2 separate regions of the Zea mays genome follow, and region 1 is linked to region 2. A link is a contact called in public Hi-C data. All regions are on one chromosome and are shown on one strand. Each heading gives the region's core, a stretch centred on a gene start, on an enhancer-like site or on the middle of the called end of the contact. The rest is flanking DNA. Distances are from core to core; before and after follow the strand shown.

Region 1 (3,456 bases), core at 749-3,248, 210 kb before region 2:
TGATTTATTTTCCCCTCTCTCCCGAACTTGATATTCGCTCTAACGCTAACCCCGACTTGTAGCTTGTGTTTAAAGTTGTAAATTTCAGTTTCCGCCTATCCACCCCCCTCTAGGCGACTTTCAATTGGTATTAGAGTCCGGTACTTCATTAGAGTCTAACCACTCGAAGTATGGGTGAGTCATTTATATATTACCTTGTTGTTAAGCTTATAACAATTTTGTGTATATGTATGGGTGAGTGATGAATCTAGTGATGATGGTGATTTTTTCGATCTTGTTCTAAAGTGTGGCAGACATGCTGAAACTTATGTTGACATGTACATGGATAAGGCCCCACCAAGGACTTCACGACTTAGTGGAATGGGGTGGCTTACAGATACAATGAACACTCTAGGTGAATGTCACACGATGTTGCATATGGACAAGGATATTTTAATTGATCTTGATGATGTGTTGGCAGAGAGTTACAAAGTGAAACCATCCAAACACATGAACACTTATGAAATGCTTGCAACCTTTCTATTTGTATGTGGTGGTTATGAGTCCAATATAAAATGCTAGAACAAGTTTAAGCACTCGGGGTGAAACCATTAGTATAAAATTTCACGAATTTCTAGAATGTACGATTGTAATGCCTGAGGATTACTTGAGTCCAATAGATCCTAATTTTCGCACATTGCACAAAAGGATTCAGAACGATGAAAGAGTTTATCCACACTTTAAGGACCACATAAGTGTTCCTGGTGGAACTCATATTCGTGTCACTCTTTCTCCTAAAGAGCAAGTGAGATATATCAGTAAGACAATAATGGTAACTCAATATGCAATCGGTTTATGTGTTTGCGGGTCAACCAAGTGCAATGCACGACACGTATATTGTACCATGCATTAGAAGCGGATGCATATATATTCACACATCCTCCTCCAAGCACATTTTTTCTAATATCATGGATGCTATTATTCTTTCTACTACCATGCATGCATTTACTATTATCATTATTATTTGTAATATGTATGTAGGGAAGTACTATGTTGTGGATGCAGGTTATCTTAACCGACCTGGTTACCTATCTTTGTACAAGGATGAAAGGTATCACTCACTAGAGTGGCACCCATGTATGGAACCAAATACTTCAAAAGAGAAGTTCAAGTGAGTTCACTCATATATTCGAAATCTCATAGAGCGCTTGTTTGTGGTATTAGAGATGAAATGGTAGATCTTCTATAAGATGCCATGGTTTTCTATGCAGACACAAAACAAGATAGTTGTTGCTACCATGGTTCTTCACAATTTCATACGCAAGCATGCATGTGAAGACGAATAATTCGCTAATTTTGATCAAGATCCAAACTTTGTTCCTACTATCTTAGAAAGGTACAACAAATATGCAGTGTCTCAGGCTCGCAACATGCCTCTGATGGATCAACATTGGAATAAAGTTTATTACCATGAATGCGTTCGTGATACTCTGTCTACTTTTGTTGCCTTAGCGTGAAACTAGATACAAATTAATATTATGTCGTAATATGAAATATTTGGTTGTAGACAATGGACATGTTATATTTTTTTAGCATATTCATCGGTCATTTTATTTATATGCACGGCGAAATTATTTTTACATAAATTGTTTGAATCAGAAATGAACAAAGGGCAAGAATGTCAAAGTAGCCATAAAACCTATGAGTTGCAAATATATATTATTTATAAGTAGCCAACATGGTCTAACTCTAAAGTTGCAAAATCCATAGAATTTTAATAGTTGTAGTACAATTTTTTGGTGTGCCTGAAATCCTTAAAAAGTACTTTAGATATGGAGTTGAAGATATTTATCTGTCATTATCACTGGTTATGAGTTTACTACAAACAAAACAATATATATTTTAGATAAGACTGTTTTATACTCTAAAATTTTGGAGCACAGCTCCTTCGAGATATGCCAAACACCCCTGGACACCCCCTTTCACGATCTGTGCTGCTCTTGGGCCGCACAACGGCACAAAGTTAAGCCTGGAACTCGCGAGCTTGGGCGTGGGCCGCTTCCGCGTGGTTCCAGTTCCAGGACCTCAGTCCTCAGCCAGCCCCCATCGACCACCATGGTCCACCTGTCTGGTGTGCCCGTTCGTCCAAACCCGCTGCGCTACCCGCTCGCCGTCTCGACTAGCTCTAGGTTTTCATTCGGCGCACCGGAACAGCGCACCATCAAGAGAGCGACCGCCGCACAGGCGCGACACCGCCGCCCGCCGGTACAGCCAAACCGAGCTCGCCGCATCGAAGGGGCTTCCCGACCGCCGAGCGTGCTTCTAGACGACGACAACGAGCACGAGGAACTGATGGGGCGGAAGGGGCGGAAGGGGAAGGGCGCAGCGGCCGGGGGGAGCGCCGGCATGAAGGAGGCGACGCTGGTGCGCGTCTCAAAGGCGCTCGAGGACTTCCGCGCCTCCAACGCCGAGGGTTCGCACCATTCGCCTCCCTTTATTTTGGCTCCTGTTTTTGAACTTCGGAGCGGCAAATTTGGTGCGTTCGAACGAGTGTAGCAGTAGTGTTGATGCGCCGCTCAGTGGACTTTGCGCCTGGGGCTAGAGTTTGAGCGTATCCCTTCCAATTCTTGCCCCATTTGGTCCTTGTGCTTTTCTGTTCTTTTTTTCCAACTCCATTAGAACAGTGTATTTTTTGTCCTGTGATCCTGTCGTCCTTAGTCCTGAGTGCATTTGCATTACAACCTGCTTTGTGGTTTGCTTTGATGTTTCTGTTGTGTACTGATCACAATAGTGCTGCTGTTTCTCATCCACATTGTGCTTTTATCAACATGTCTGTTCACACTTGCAGTTACATATAATTTGCACATCGGCTCTCTGATGCTAATATTGTCACACAAAGTTTGAACGTTTTCTTAGGTTTGACATGTGCTAAGTGGTGCATTCAGTGTTTGTAATGTAGCTTTCCAGTGATATATTTTGGAATTGGCCAATCTTAGGTTATAGAATGCAATCGTCTTTCCACAAACTTATAACTGTTTTCCATTGGGTTGCATCTTGCAATTTTAGACATGATTGTTGTGAGATAGCTGTACGCCTCCTAGATAATATAGTAAAATTGCCTTGCAAAAGTCTTTGCATGTTTTCATGGCTGTATATTAGTGGGAGTACCAGCACATTGAGCACAAGCACAGACCCAATTAATTGTTTGATATAATTTATTGATGGTAGAATTCTAGTTACGCGCATAAGGGTCAGTGTAGCAGTAGATCTTCTTATTTTGATGGCATTTTTTTTTCTCGTATATTGGCTGGCCCTACTTCAGTTTAAGCCTCACCCATCTATATTATGTAGTAATGCATTGAGATTATTGCTCTCTTCCTTTGGTGCTGTGAGCTGAATAAACTGATACTTAGACTATTTTACCTTGCAGTGTACACATTTGAACCTGATATATCCAAACAAGAGCGAGCTGCAATC
Region 2 (3,713 bases), core at 850-3,349:
TGAAACAGGCCGCATGGAGATACACTTCAAATTTTATCCCAAGAATGTCAGGAATAAATTATCATATATGATGCACAGCTAGTTTCAGCTTTAACCTGAAGCATAGCTGCATCAATGAAAGGATGCACATCCTTTGGCTCTGGAGATGGTCCAGAACACAACTGAGTTGACATAAGAACTAGCATCAAGTTCAGGAGTTCATGATGTAGGTAGCATAACTCCGGACTTAATACAGTACAAATAGCAGTTAGATCAAATATAAATAAACCATACATGGAAACAGGAAACATTAATATATACAAGTGATGAATAAGATACCTTACATCCACACTACCAATATAGTCCAGCACACCTCTCATCAGAAAATACTCCACCGTGTTTTCTTCAAGGATCAAGGGAACATCAAAGATCATAAGAATTTTGGCCAATTCACTCGTATAGCAATATAGATATTACAGTTTACAGAAGAAACACGCTTTGCAATAGACCAGAGACAGAGAATCTTAGTGGATGTGGATAATCGATTACCTGCTGGAATTTTTTCCAACCCCTTCTCACTCCTGTCAATGTCAAGGCATAGCTCTTGCCAACTGTCAGTTTTTGCATTTTCAATGATGAACTTGAGAAATATGGATGATATGTATGCCGCGTTGATTGCCCTCTGATATACGACAGAAGATACAGAAGTTGTTGAGGTGCACTCTTGCAAGCAACAAACCAAATGGATCAAAATCTTTGCAAGATGCTTTGTTTTGTAGTTATTCTCGGCTGCAAATGCACATAATGAAGACCCATAAGCATAAATAACTACGAGTTAAATATATTTGAAAATCTAATCATGTAAATGTTAAAGCAGACAGAATCTTCAGAGCATTAAGCTAACTAAATTGGGAGAATGAAACAGTGTATCGTCATTGCATTGGCACATCAGCAATGTCACTAATTACTGGGAACATGAAGTACAATAGCTGGTCCCAGGTGGTTCAAGGCACAAGCATTTGACAGTTGACACCATGAACTCTAAAACCAACCACCAATTATACAGTAAATCACAGTGTTTCCATCAAATATCCAAATTGGAGCTAGCACCTAATGTTCACGTTTGATCATCACTTCCCTTCTGCTCAAGCGGTCATCATACCAAAAACGGGGGATGCACAGTGTACTCGCTGAACTAGTTCAAGTAAAAACAAAACAGGTCAGCCAGGCGCACGGAAACTCAGAAATTACCAACCCGATCAAAACATGCCAATATGCCAGAAATTGCAACAAAATCAAGGCCAGTCAGGCTAGACTCGTAGTAATTGGGAACATGCCTCGCGAATTATGAACAAGCCCGCATGCATCACCAGAACGGCGACTAAGCGCCGCAGGATCCCATCATAATAAACACAAAAACCTCAAAATCCGCAGAAATCGACACCTAAAAAACTCCCAACGACACAATCACCATAGCAAACATGTCGTAAACACACTGACCAATCTAGCAGTTCGCCTCAGAGGCCTGAACCCACCGCGCGGCGCAGGCCACGATCCCCGTACACGCAAAACATATGATCATGATCCGCATTGCCCCACGGATCAAAACACTCGAAGGAAGCGGGACTAAAATCGTCTGACGCGACAGCACAAGGAAGCAATTAGCACAGCCGCGATTCCTCACGTGGGGCGTGGATCTCGAGGAGGCCACACTCACCAAAGGCGTGGCACGCCTGCAGCACGCGGTCGCGCGGCCACTGCAGGGTGAGGGGCAGCTCGAGCAGCTGGTTCCAGAACTCGGAGGAGATTGGGTAGGCCTTTTCGCCGACCAGCGCCGCGAACATCTGCTCCGCCGCGCTGGGCGACGGTGGCGCGCCTGCCGCGCCCAACCTCGGCGTCAACGGTGCCACGTCCAACGTCGGCGTCGACGGCGCCGCGCCCATTGGATCTGAGCCTCCCGAGTAGGAGAAGCGGGGCCCTAGGATTTGAGGTGAGCGAGGATTGGGCGAGACGAAGAAATGGCCGGCCAAGTAGAGTCGAGACCAAGCGAAGGTTTTAAACGGGAGAAAGGGAGCGTGGAGACTTCTGGCGGAAGGGAAGGGAAGGGAAGGGAAACGAAGGACGACTGGACGAGCAGCCGAGGTCGGGGCGTCGGGCGCGACGTGCGAGCGGAGCGACTAGCCGGTGCGTTGGGTTTGGGGAGGTTTTGATCGGACTACGAAATGGCGAAACTAGCCAGTTCCGGGTCCAGAATCCAGGGGCGCCTCTGGGGAGGTTGTAGATCCAGACCGGGGGCCGAGATGGTCTTTTCGGTGGAGGCCTCGAGGTGGTGTCGTTGTTGCAGTGCAGGATTGCCTGCCGTGTTCCTTCCGTCGGTGGACGCTAGTTTGGTGGCGGAGCATTGGGGAGTCTGGACTCTTGGGACGAGGCCCCGAGGGAATGGATGGGGTGGGCGGGTAGCACTTATTGGAGTCAGGGCGCGTCGTGACGAGGATGGTCGCTTCGGCCGTGTGGCACTTTGCTGGGTTCGAGGGTTTGGGCGCTCTCCACCGCCATTTTGGCCGTGCATCCTCGCGTGTCTGACTTAGTGACTTGTTCTGTTTTGTTTAGTTCTTTTTCTCTTTTGTCTTTTTGGATGAGTTTCTTTTGCCTTTATTTTGTTGGAAAACTGGCAATTAGCAGGTTAAACGACGCTTCTCTCCCGTTAAATTTATTGTGCATTTGGTTCCTGAAACCACTTCATAGTTGGTGCACCATGAATTTTGATACAACCATTATATTCCTCCTACATTAATTATTAGCGTGTGAAGGATAAGATAGTGATGGATTAAAAGCCATTCTATTCTATAACCAAAAATAAAAAAAATTAAAGAGTTGAAAGAAGATAGATCATCTTATTTCTCAAAACCAAACACACTCTTAAGTTAGAGCATTCTAAATCAAAACGCTCAAATGAGAGAGACCTCTATAGTGTTTTCTCTACTTTTAATTTAAGAGCTCAGGTTTCTCGAATCTTTTATAGCAGATACTAGCATATAAACAAGTTGTTCATTAACTTTAATCCAAACGTACTGTTTTGAAGCAAACAGCCTAAAAACCCAATTTACATTCGGCCACACATACCATCGTCATAAAGGTGTAGGAGATCACAGTTGACCGAGGTGCAGGAGGTAAGAGGCGGAGCATTGGATTGCGACGTGACGACTACCATCAATTTCGTTTTATTTTTATAGTTTTCTACAATAATTCAACTTGTGCCATATGTTCATCCGTGCACTCCTATCTATTATCAGTGCCGATCCCGGACTTCTCGGACCATAAGGCCCATCTTATACGCACAAATAATACCAATAGTGTAAGATTACTCTATTTGTATATATAATGAGCGTATAGTGTGTATGGTTAAAAGAACAAGTGCTATATGAACTTTTTATTTATTTATTATTTATTATTTGGTTAGTGAAATTGAATGGATTGCTCCGATATTACCTCATTAACAATTACTGGCTTAAGAAATATAGTTTTCTATCAAAATTCATATGATAAACCCATGATAAATCAACTCATTTAGAATAAAGTTGCTTTTTTTAAACTAAAAACACCACGGCAGCTGAGATGGCGATAGAAGACACCTCGCGGGAGCATAAATAACTTATTAAGTTTATAATTTTAATAGATCATATTGAGTTTTTATTGATAAATTTATATATAATATTAACAAGGGCGTCTATTTT

Evidence for each region. A called contact is a pair of places that touch in the nucleus more often than the background predicts.
Region 1: a contact with region 2 is called in a Hi-C map of leaf, with 6 times the contacts expected there. The contact joins the promoter of LOC100384291 here to the promoter of LOC100383666 in region 2. A contact is called at or near these places in 4 of 25 Hi-C or Micro-C datasets (ear, leaf and tassel).

What each region holds. Positions count from the first base shown.
Region 1 is chr8:179,455,039-179,458,494 of Zm-B73-REFERENCE-NAM-5.0, reverse strand. It overlaps LOC100384291 (DExH-box ATP-dependent RNA helicase DExH6), which reads left to right and starts at 1,998. Exons shown (of 15, transcript XM_008657096.3): 1 at 1,998-2,452; 2 at 3,410-3,456. The coding sequence starts at 2,095.
Region 2 is chr8:179,245,744-179,249,456 of Zm-B73-REFERENCE-NAM-5.0, reverse strand. It overlaps LOC100383666 (dyggve-melchior-clausen syndrome protein), which reads right to left and starts at 2,099. Exons shown (of 18, transcript NM_001176309.1): 1 at 1,697-2,099; 2 at 529-768; 3 at 319-382; 4 at 96-225. The coding sequence starts at 1,922.